2 separate regions of the Sus scrofa genome follow, and region 1 is linked to region 2. A link is a contact called in public HiChIP or PLAC-seq data. All regions are on one chromosome and are shown on one strand. The core of a region is the stretch at or near the end of the contact, and the rest is flanking DNA. Distances in the headings are between cores, read along the strand shown.

Region 1 (5,645 bases), core at 2,183-4,682, 110 kb before region 2:
TAGGAGCACAGACGATGAGTGGGGTGGAATGGTGTTTTGCTGCCAGTGCTAAAGTATGTGTTCCTGTCACAGCTCTCAGAGCACCATTGGCCAGGATGGTCTTTGTGCCAATGATCACCTTTGGGACAGAAAGAAATGTGTGAGCCCTTCTGGGACCAGAGCCTTAATCAGAGCCAAAATGCTCAGTCAACAGTCTTGGTGTCCTGGGGGGTCACGCACCAGTAAAAGGAAAGGGATTCTAGGCTCAGACTGTAAGTTCTAGCATAAACGTGGGTTTCCAAGGAAAGAATGAATGGAATACAGGAAGGAAAGTGCAATACTACTGCTCTTAGCCCTGCCTCTCCTGGAAATCTGTTACACCTCCTGAGAAGCAGGGAGCCTCTCATTCACCATCCACCAATACCAAGCTCTCTGAGTAGAAGTGGGCAGCCCTCTACCAGCAGCTGACACACTTGGCTGAGTCCCAGTTCATTCTTTTCTATGCTGTAACCCGAATGAGGCTCCTCCAAATGAGGAACAGTGATTTAGATAAAGGGGGGGAGAATCAGTTAATAGATTAAAAAATCCCAAGTATGTATTTTCAAAAGGTGCTAGAAACTTCCTTCACTTCTCATGGATATTATGGGAGGAGGGAGATATGAGTATTTTAGAAGTAGTATAATCTTCATGAATTTGACATAATATAACCCAAATACACCCACCTTATTGACTCTTGACATAACAGCAAAAATGGCAGCATCAGTCATGACAGTTGTCTCAATACCTGCTTTGGACAAATTGACCGCCATCTCATGACCCTGCAATGGGAGAGAAGGGCTGATGCTGGGAGGAAGAGTGAGAGTGAAAGCACTCTCGACTATAACTGGACCTGGGAGATTCTGTGACACTGGGCACATCCAACACACCGTTTCCAACAGATCACTAACTCATTTGATAGGTATTCTCTAGGAAGCAGCAGGAAGCCCAGAGGAAGCTAATAAATGTTTATTATTATACTGGAACGGCACTAGAACAGCCACAAAACTGGAAATATGACTTGCTTGCATAATCAGGCAGAGCTGACAAGATAGCTTCTGGCTGATTATTGTACAATGTCCTGCACCCTTACATATTTCCTTTTTTGAGAACTATTATTAACCTAAAAATTGAATGAAGTCAGACCAAGAATCAGTCATCCCCAAGGTAATTTACCCTATTCTGATTCATAAAAGAATCAATATTTATCTTTCCTTGGGCCTAGCAGTTCACCCAACTTTCTTTCTTCTTTTTTTGCCTATACCCACAGCATGGGGAAGTTCCTGGGTCAGGGATTGAACCCTCGCCACAGCAGTGATCCAAACCACAGCAGTGACAACATCAGATCCTGAATCCACTGCACCACCAGGGAACTCCCACCCAACTTTCTTAAGCCAATGTTTAAGAATGTTCACAGGATGAACAACTTGAAAATTCCCTTAAATGTTTTACTCTTTCTTCTCAATTTACATCTTGCTTATCAATTCAAAGATTCAAAGCCCACCGGCCCCTCCTTTATTCCCTCCTTATTTTACATTTTTCTTAGCAACTCCAGCAGTCCCCATACCTGACAGAAAGGAGCACACTCTGCCACAATGACATGGAATTTCCTCTTTCGGGCTGCCTCTTTGAGGAAGGCCTCTACTGTTCGGGAGAAGCCAATGGTCATGATCACCTCATTGGAGTGGATGTGTTCCAGGGCCTGGGCTGCAATGTTCTCGGTTGTCCCTTCTGCAAGAAGCCAGTTTTGCAAGGAAAATATGAGACTGCCTTGCTACAACATGGACAGACATGACAGAACACAGGGATGTGTGCCCTTCATAGATTTCCCACCGAGCAGACCCTGGGAACACAAGGTCGATGGACTTAATACGAAATGTCACACTTTCTTAAAAGCCCCGATCTTCAGGATCTTCTGCCTCCTAAGGGCTCAGCCTTTTGTCTTGCCGGGCAGTCCTCCTACTCAACCACTTACTCCCCTCACTCCTGCCTCACCCTAACACCAGCCCTTTCTTTGCAACTGACTTTGAAGAGGATGTATTTAGGCAAGAAATGGTCCTAATTGGAAATTCTGAAGTGCTGAGAGTGAATAGAGCTTCCCCCCAAAAGAACTCCTCCTCCAAAAGATGGCCCACCTGAAAGGAAAGCCACAGAAGAAAAACAGGAGAGGAATTTGGAAGCAGCAGCTCAATGCACAAACAGACCCGGCTCGGTCCTCCCCTGGGAACGCTGATTGTAATGAATATCTGCAGTTATCCTGGGTCGCGAAAACAGGGGGATGGAGGTGGCCTGTATGTATGTGTATACGTGTAAAAATTCAAGAGCACGTTTAGTGAAGGAGGGTCTATCAACTGTGGTTTTAGGGGGTTCATTTTCTTTAAAATAAAAATAAAGCTCTTCCCAAATTGAGTCTCTGCTACAGTGGATTTGCAGCCAATAAAGGGTTAGATGGTAAGGAAGTGTATAAAAGGTTATCTCAGTCCTGCCACCAGCTCCAACCCTTCCTAACCAGGATGAGAGCAAACTTCTGAGAATCAGAAGACTGGTTATCTCCCACCTCTGCTGATGAACAGCTTCCGGGGTCTTTTGTTCCCTCATTTGTCTGCAACCTGTCCTGTCCATGTAGGGATCAGGACTCACCCAGTTCCACAAGCAGCTCATTAATTGCCTCAATGATGTTGGACTGGAGTTCAGCATAATGAGAGCGGAAATCCTCGCTCAGGCCCCCGGACGTCAAGAGTTTGTGCAGGGACTCCTGCTGATCTCTTTCGTCGCTGCGTCCATGGAGTCTATGGAGGCAACAAGACCCAAAGAGGAAGGTGGGGAAGAGGTGTGATCGTTTAGGTAACAACAGCTGCTCCGCTCCAACAAAGGCTCCAAGCAAGGAGAGGGGCCCGTGCAAAAAGCGTTACTGGGACCAACCCCAGCCCAGGACGCGGGCCTGACCTGCCATACTCCTCCCGGATGATCCTGAGCACTCTCCGCACCATGTTGCCCACGGTGGTCTCTGAGGGCTGCGCGGCCGTCATCCTCCGGCCTTCTCTGCGGATCAGTTCCATCAGCTCCCCTGCAGTCCAAAGAGAGAGGGTGAACGAGGCAAGCATGTGGTGGGACCAAGGAGACCTTCCGCCGGGGGATCGGGAACAGAAAGGTGCGAGGGAGGCGATGGAGCTAGGTCTGCCTCACCTGCGTTGCTCCAGCGGTAGTCCGTGATGATCCGGCGCAGCAGTCCCAGGGTCTCCCGGGCCATGTCCTCAGAGCTGTGCCGCCCGCTGCCCCGTTTCAGTGCCTCCACGAAACTCTCGATCCTCTCGGACAACTCCGAGCTCTTGGCGGCAGCCCCTGGCATCTCGAAAGCAGCCGCCTTGCCGGCGGAATCCCCACCTGCAAGACCTCCGAACTTGCACTTCCGGGGCAGAAGAGGTCGACTTCCGCTTTGAGGGACTAACTCTGGCGTGGGAGACTGCAGGACCACGCCCCTCGCTGCCACCTCCGCCCACTTCACCTGCCTGAGCCAATCAGAGACTTGGAGCTTGATTTATTCGGTTACAGCCAAGCGTCCGCGCTCTTGGGAGGTTGAAGGAACGGAAGTGGCTTTTCCCGGTTCCTTAGACGCTGAGCAAGGCTGACCCGTGAGGCCTCCCGAGAGGGTAGCTAGTCCCGTTGCTGTGGAAACAGCCAGTCTGTGCGTCCAGCACCACGACCCGAGGCTACTCTGGAAAAGTTGCCGCCCTCTTTTCCGCTCCCTCAGCTCCAGCGACCTCCCAGCCTCCTGACACAGACGCTCAGAGGCGCGTCCAGGGCTCTCTTCCCCTCGGGCAGACGCTCCATTATAATGCTGTTGTATGTATGACATGATACTGGTTCCTTCGCCCCTGTGTCTCTTGAATAGATTCAGCTCCCTGAATCTATTGCCTGTGCATTCCAAACGTCAAGCGCGCCTTATACAAGGCAGTAATTAGGGATGAGGAGATCGAATACCCACCAATAAGAAGATTCAAAGTGGGAGCCAATTTGGGAACAAAAATAATGTCCTTCTGTCTGGACAGACTACAGAGGCTGGAGGGTATAACATAACACCAAGAGCCACTATTTACTAGGTGGCTCTAAAGCTAGTTAGATGTTGGACACTGTGAATTGTCTCATCTAATGCCTCTCTGTGAGGTAGGTCCTCTTATCCTCATTTTACAGGTTAGGAACAGACCCACAGAATTTAAGTGATTAGTAAGAGAATGTGTTCGTATTTAAATCCAGGTGTATCCCAACCTAAAGTCTGTGTATAATGAGAATCGCCAGTTATTTCCTTAAATTCTTAGAAGTAGAATCCTTAGGCACACACATTTCTTTTTTTAATTAATGAATTTTATTACATTTACAGTTGTACAGTGATCATCACAGACACACACATTTCTAAGACGTTTGTTACAGTGACAAATTGCCCTCCCAAAAAATATATCCAGACAAAAATCAGAGAAAGATAGTACAACAAAAGAAAATTACAGACCAATGTCCGTCATGAATGCAGATACAAAGATCTGCAACAAATTATTAGCAAACCAGATCCATCAATACATAAAAGATTGATGTATAATTATCAAGTAGAATTTAAACCTGGAATGCAAAGCTGTTTCAATATTTGAAAATCAATTTGAGAAACTATTAACATTTCTAAAAAGTAAAATCACATGATCATATCAATTGATACAAGAAACATTTGAAAACATTCAACAGAATTTAAAACAAAAACAAACCTCAGAAAACTAGGAATAGAAGGGAAGTTTTTTTAGTATGGTAAGGGCGCCTGTAGAATCCTACTCCTAACATCATACTCTGTGGAGAAAGACTGCTTTCTCTCTCTACGATCAAGGAACAAGGCAAGAATGTTCACTCTCACTGCTCCTATTTAACATTATACTCAAAGTTCTAGCCAGTTCAATGAGGCAAGAAAAAGAAAATTTTAGAACATACAGACTGGAAAGAAAACTGTCCTTATATTCACAGAAAACATCATTGTCTACATTTTAAAAATCCCAAAGATTTGGAGTTCCCGTGGCTCAGTGGAAATGAATCCCACTAGGAACCATGAGGTTTCAGGTTTGACCCCTGGCCTCGATCAGTGGGTTCTGGTTTAAGGATCTGATGTTGCTATGAGCTCTGGTGTAGGTCACAGACGCGGCTCGGATCCTGTGTGGATGTGGCATAGACTGGCAGCTACAGCTCTGATTCAGCCCCTAGCCTGGGAATCTCCAAATGCCGTGGGTTCCGCCCTAATAAGAAAAAAAACAAAACAAAACAAAAAACCAAAGATTCAACAATAGTAACAAACACTAACCTTATTTATAAGTTTATAAGTGAATTTAGCAAGGATACAAAGTCAACACACAAAAATCAATCATATTTCTATATACTATCAGTGAATAATCAGGAACCAAAATTGAAAACACAGTAGCTCCCCAAAGCCATAAAATATTTGTCACTTTTACTGTGTGTTTAAAATATTCTAAAAATTGTATCAATTTACATTCTTGTTAGCATTTGTCATGTTCTGGCCAATTTTTTATATTGTCATTATTTTTCCAGGTGTAAAGCCATTGAAAAATAAGGTACGTACTGTTTTATACATACAAAAG
Region 2 (6,121 bases), core at 667-3,166:
ACGAGTCAAGTCTTCCTGCCTGAAAACCTTTGCACAAGCAATCCCCTTTGCCTAGAATATCGTTCTCTCAGCCAACTCCTATGGATTCTTTAAGACTTGGCTTAAATGTCACTCCTGTGGGGGAAGCCTTTGCTGATATTACCGCTGCACTCTCCACCTCCCAAGCTGGCTACTTCATCCCACCCTCTCATTACACTCCACTTCTCTTTCATAGTAGTTACAATGTAATTATGTCCTTCCATATGCATAAACATGTATTTGTTGTCTCTCCTGGTAGCCCATAAGATCCTGGAGGGTAGAGACCATCTATATCCCTGTCACCTAGGACAGTGCCTGGCATGCAGTGACATTTTAATAAATAATTTATGTAGTGCATGAGTAAATGATAACCTGGTGGGTTAGGGGTTCAAGCAGAAGAGTAGGTAGGCCTGGCTTGACCAGTAGTTGTCCAAGTGACCTTGGTCAAAGCACTTAACCTCTCTTAGCCTTGAATGATACATGCGTAAATAAAGAAAATTTCTCTTTTACTGTTTTTTAATGATTAACTGAAAAAAAGTACAGAAAGCACTCAGAACAATGCTTGGCACACAGAATGCCCATAATACGATCAACTCATTCAACAAATATTTGTATCATGTGTATAAAAAACTATTGGGATAAAACCAAAATTCTTTCTCCTAGTCTCGATACCTCGTGGCACTCTACCTCATGGCACTCTCTCCCTTAACCAAAATGCTCTGGTCAAATCACCTTTTTTTTTTTTCCAGTAACGAAATACTGCCAAGGTCTTTACTTCCTCAGGGACTCTGCACTTGCTATTCCTTTTCCCTCTCCTGCTCTTCATCACCCTGGCCTCTGTCACATCCTGTGGGTCACAGCTTTAGTGTCCTGCTTCATTTGTTTCCTTCTCAGCATTTAACCAAGATTCACGATAGTCCATTTGTTTAACAATTTACACCGTGTCCTTCCCACTAGACTGTATGGTCTACGGTCTAGTACAAGGAGAACCACTCACTGATGAATCCCTAGTGAGTGCCTAGCACAGTGCCTGACACATTGCGGATACTGAGTAACTATGTGCTAAATGAATAAATGATGTTTGTTATTAAATAGCATCTTGTTTCATTCCTATCTATCTGAACACCATGCGGAGAAACACAGGCACCCCATTTCCTCACATACGGCTCTGCCCAGGAGGAGAGCATTTTTAGGTGACAGCAAGGGCAGAACTTACCAGGCAGGGAACGTCTCCCTAGAGGGCAGTTCCCCTGTGGAGAAAGAAGACATTATCGACGTCACCCAGAGGAAAGAAACAGCTTTCTCTCTTAAATACAGACTCAAAGCTGTCCCGGTGCTGGTGACAGGTGAAATCTCATGACGCCGAAAGCTAATGGCAACAGCCTAGGCGTGCTCTCACTCCGTCAGCACGCTGGGCCTGCCAAACTATCTCAACTTTCCAACGGGGCTGATACCCACTGATTTTAACAGAGAGGAAACGGGCCCTTGGATCCCGTCGGAGCATTCCGTGGCGCCTCCTCCCCAACTCTGAGTCTCGTGTCGGAGCGGGCGCGGCTCCTCCGCCCCGCGCGGAGGGTGGGGTACAGCAGGGGACCAGGCGCTGCCTGCCTCGGGCAGGCGAGGGGCTACTGGGCTCCGCAAAAGAACCCGAGAGCAACAGCGGCTCTCGGCCACCCAGCCCGCGGCCTCCGCGTCCCGATGCCCTTGGTGCCCGGCCTCGCCGGCGCGCCACGCCCCTGACCCCGAGCCGTCCGTCCGCCTGCCGGAGAGTTTTTCACCCTCCGGGGCCCCAGCCCGGCCGGACCGTACCTTCTGAAAGGCGGAAAGCGAACGGCTGAACGCCCGGGACACGCAGCGGGACCGGGACAGCATCGCGGCGGCGGCGGCGGCGGAGCCGAGGGCGGGCGGACACCGGATATAGAGCCCGGCAACAACCGGAAGCAGGGCGGACCACGGCACCCGCAGCGCAGAGAGGGGTGTTCGGAACGAACCACTGACGAACGGGGGGGAAAATCGACGGGCAGAACACAGCTGCCCTAACCTCAGCCCAGGTGTGCCCGCAGGGTGAACCCGCTGCGGCTAGGCTCCCCCGGAACAAGTTGCGCTGCCTTCCGGCCGGGACAAATCCTCTGCAGGGTACCTATGACTGTCCCGTGATCAGGTCGCCCCGGGGTCCTTCCCTCCCCGATCTTTCCGCAGAGCTGTCTCTGAGCGTGGCGCCCATCTCTCCTGGGTCCCCGGACACCCTGCTCTTCTTCCGCAGCGCTGCTGGAAAAGAGTGGAAGGCGTCAAGGGCTTCTAACTCGGACTTTGACAAACAAGCCTGCCTGATCTTACACTTGTGTGTCCTTAGACAAGAGACATTGCCTCCCTATGCCTCAAATTCCTCAACTATTAAAAAAATAATAGTAGTAAAAAGCAGTGATCACTTCCCTTTCTAACCTCGGAACAAAGAAACAACCCCAAGGAACCCTTTAACCCATTACCCTTTAACCCAGCTGAAGACCTTCACCAAGTAGCCCTACTTCTGCATCCACATCTCCTGATCTTCCCTAGCCCCTATTCAAACTCTCTACAGCCAAGCCAACTGTACCCCATACATCCTGTGCATTTTGAAAGCCATTCATTTGTCTCTCGACCTCTAGAAAATAAATTCCATTAGATTAGAGAATGTGTCTGTCTTTTTCACTGCTGTATTCCTAGTAATTTTTAAAAATTACATTTTTGTTGAAACATAATTGACATGTAGCATTGTATAAGATATACAGCGTAATGATTTGCTGTATGTGTGTGAAGCGATTATCGCAAAAAGTTTAGTGAACATCCATCCTTTCATGTAAGTACAAAATTAAAGAAATTTAAAACAAAAAAAATTTGTATGTGATGAGAACTCTTAGGATTTACCCTCTTAAAAACTTTCATATATAGCATACAGCAGGGTGAGTTTATCATGCAATACATTACATCCCTAGTACTTATTTATCTTATAAGTTTATATCTTCATCCAATTCTCCCTCCTCCCCCATCACTGGTAACCACAAATCAGATTTCTTTCTCTATGAGTTTGTTTTTGAACTATAATGTATCCCCAACACTTGGAACAGAGATTGACATCGTTTAGGTGTGCAATCAATATCTGTGGGCTGAATTGGGGCCTCCCAGCGTTGAACAACCAAGAAAACACATAGCACCCCCCTCTACTCTTTTTTTTTTTTTTTTTTTTTTTGTCTTTTTAGGGCTGCACCTGCAGCACATGAAGGTTCTGGCATATGGAGGTTCCCAGACTAGGGGTTGAATCAGAGCTGTAGCTGCCAGCCTACACCACAGCTCACAGCAATGCCAGATCCTCAATCCCATGAGCGGGGCCAGGGATCAAACCTGCAACCTCATGGATGCTAGTCGGGTTTGTTACCACTAAGCCACAGTAGGAACTCCTGAGTATTCACTTTTATAGTTCACCTTCCTAATAGAAAGCGTGTTCTATAAGCTTCTGATTTAATTAAGAATGAACGAATGAATGAGCCACTTGGTGCCTACTCATGGTGGTTTTGTTAGCTGAGTCATTTTGCCTGGCCTTGGGAATTTTATGGTGCTTTCACTCGTCTAAACTCTGAAAGCACTTCCACTGAAATTCTGGAGGGATGGGCAGAAGCCCTAGCTTAAAATAGAGAAAACATCCTTGCCTTGCAGCTGCCCCTGATCAAGTCTTTAGCATCCTTCGGCTGGATTATTTTGAAAGCTTCCCAACTAACCTGAGCTTCTACTCACTTTCTTTAACTCATCCTCCACACCTGTGTCAAAGATGCTTTTGAAGTGCAAATCTGATCCTGTCACTCCCCTGCTTAAAATGCTTCCATTGCTTCTCCCTATCAGTAGGATAAAGTCTAATCTCCTCAGCTTGACCAGGCACTGGATAATCTGCCCTCTGCTTTATGGTGATCCTCTCCCTACCTCCCCACCCCCATTCTCACAGGTGCTGAGCTTTAGTGCTATTTCACTCCTTCACCTCTTGGCCAGGGCTGCTCCCAACTCCTATTTGCCTAGGGATTCCTCACCATCCTTTTTAAAGCTTTTGAATCCCTTCCTAAGCCCCTCTAGCAGAGTTAACAGATACCTTTTGTTTTTCCAAAGTATTGTGTCTGTATCTCTCCTTTGCATTGTAATGTCATTTTTGCCTGTCTGTCTCCTCTACTGGGCAGAGCAGCAGAAGGAGACGTCTCTATTGTCCTGAATTCCCCCCTGCCCAGGTCACTCACAGTGGCGAGTACTCCGTGGGTGCTCAGTAAATACAAGTGGAATGACTAAATGCTGCCATGCTGACAACATGGCTGGATACAGCTAAAGGGTCCAAAAACAATCATCAGGAGTTGTGGCAATCCTTTGCAGGGGTTGCTGTTAATATATCTTAGATAGCTACTTATTTTTTTCAGTTTTATGTAATTAACATTTGAGATTCTTATTGAGAACTGAGAAGCTCAGGCCCGAATAGTGTGGCAAAGCATTTCTCCTGAGATGCTTGGTGATTACCCAAGTTAATTAGATGTTACATAGATACCACACACACACACACACACACACACACACACACACACACACACACGAGTAGCATTTGAAGTTTCTCTCACGGGATAAAGGTTGAAACTAATTTCCTTGAGACGGACATGGGAGCTTCTGTGGAGCCCAAGGTCCAGCCTGATAAGCTTACATTTTTTTCTGTACTTAGAGCCTCCCAGGACACAGCATTCTCTATCAGGACAAGAGTTTATGAATACAAGTTCATAAATTTCTGTTTGTGGCAGGGTTCAAAACAAAATTTTTAAAAATTTTATTGTGCAATATGTAATCAAAAGGGTATATAAATATATGTGTATGATCTAAAGAAAAGTAATAAAAGGAATAGCCACTCTCGCCACACAGCTTAAGAAATGGTAAAGGCTGCAGTTCCCTGGTGGTGCAGCAGGTTAAGAAACTGCTGTGGCTCTGATTACTGCTGTGGCAAGGGTTTGATCCCTAGCCTGGGAACTTCCACAGGCCATGCTGTGGACAAAAATAAAACAAAACAAAAAAGAAAACAATAACAACAAAAAAAGAAATGGCAAAGCCCTATGTGGCCCTTCTGGCTAACCACTGCTATACTGAATTATATATTAATCATCCTCTTGCTTTCGTTGTAGCCTCAATATGCATGTGTCCTAAACTGCACACGTTTTTGTCTATTCTTTTTTTTTTTTTAAATCCTTTTCCAGCCACACCCACACAACCTATGGAAGTTCCCAGGCTAGAGATGGAATCCAAGCCAGAGCTGAGACCCATCCCATAGCTGCAACAATGATGGATCCTTAACCCACTGTACCAGGCTAGGGATTAAACTGGCAACACCACAGGTACAAACTGGATTGTCAACCCACTCGGCCACAGTGGGAACTCCATAGGCCTAACTGCTTCTTTTTTTTTTTTTTTTTTTTTTTGCCACACCCACAGCACACAGAAGTTCCCAGGCCAGGGATTGACTATGCCCCATAGCAGCCACTGCAGTGACAATACCAGATCCTTAACTGCTGTACCACAGAAAAATTCCTATTCTTTAAATTGAGGAAAATATGTACTTATTTTCAAATTATATAAGAAAAAAAACATGTTTCTAGAAAGCGTAAATGGTCCCATTAATGAAAAACACCAGAGAGGGCAGCTCAGCTTAAATAATATACACAGCATTCTTTCCTCTTAACTGAGATCCCCCAATATTCATAAGTGTGATCTGAAATATACACTTATATGTTTTCAAATATTAGTGACCAGATGGTAGATGGGGCTCTAGCCTTGGGTCCATAAAATAGAGATATACCCCATATTCACTTTGCATTACTCATGATACCTAGTTTCCACTGTGTAGCTCTTCATTCAGTTGTAATTTAAATTAATGGATAGGATGGAGTTCCTGGCGCGGCGCAGTGGAAACAAATCCGACTAGGAACCATGATGTTGTGGGTTTGATCCCTGGCCTCGCTCAGTGAGTGGGTTAAGGATCTGGTGTTGCTGTGAGCTGTGGTGTAGGCCGGCAGCTGTAGCTCCAATTAGACCCCTGGCCTGGGAACCTCCATAT

Evidence for each region. HiChIP or PLAC-seq counts read pairs in DNA pulled down with a chosen protein or histone mark.
Region 1: an H3K27ac HiChIP or PLAC-seq map of alveolar macrophages shows a contact between it and region 2. The contact joins the promoter of EIF2B2 here to the promoter of DLST in region 2. A contact is called at or near these places in 1 of 5 promoter capture datasets (liver), 1 of 47 Hi-C or Micro-C datasets (epiblast stem cells) and 1 of 2 datasets of contacts at active chromatin or transcription factors (alveolar macrophages).

What each region holds. Positions count from the first base shown.
Region 1 is chr7:98,201,639-98,207,283 of Sscrofa11.1, reverse strand. It overlaps EIF2B2 (translation initiation factor eIF-2B subunit beta), which reads right to left and starts at 3,432. Exons shown (of 8, transcript XM_021099531.1): 1 at 3,202-3,432; 2 at 2,962-3,082; 3 at 2,656-2,804; 4 at 1,583-1,746; 5 at 702-797; 6 at 1-118. The coding sequence starts at 3,364.
Region 2 is chr7:98,086,956-98,093,076 of Sscrofa11.1, reverse strand. It overlaps DLST (dihydrolipoamide S-succinyltransferase), which reads right to left and starts at 1,916. Exons shown (of 15, transcript NM_214397.1): 1 at 1,828-1,916; 2 at 1,235-1,268. The coding sequence starts at 1,890.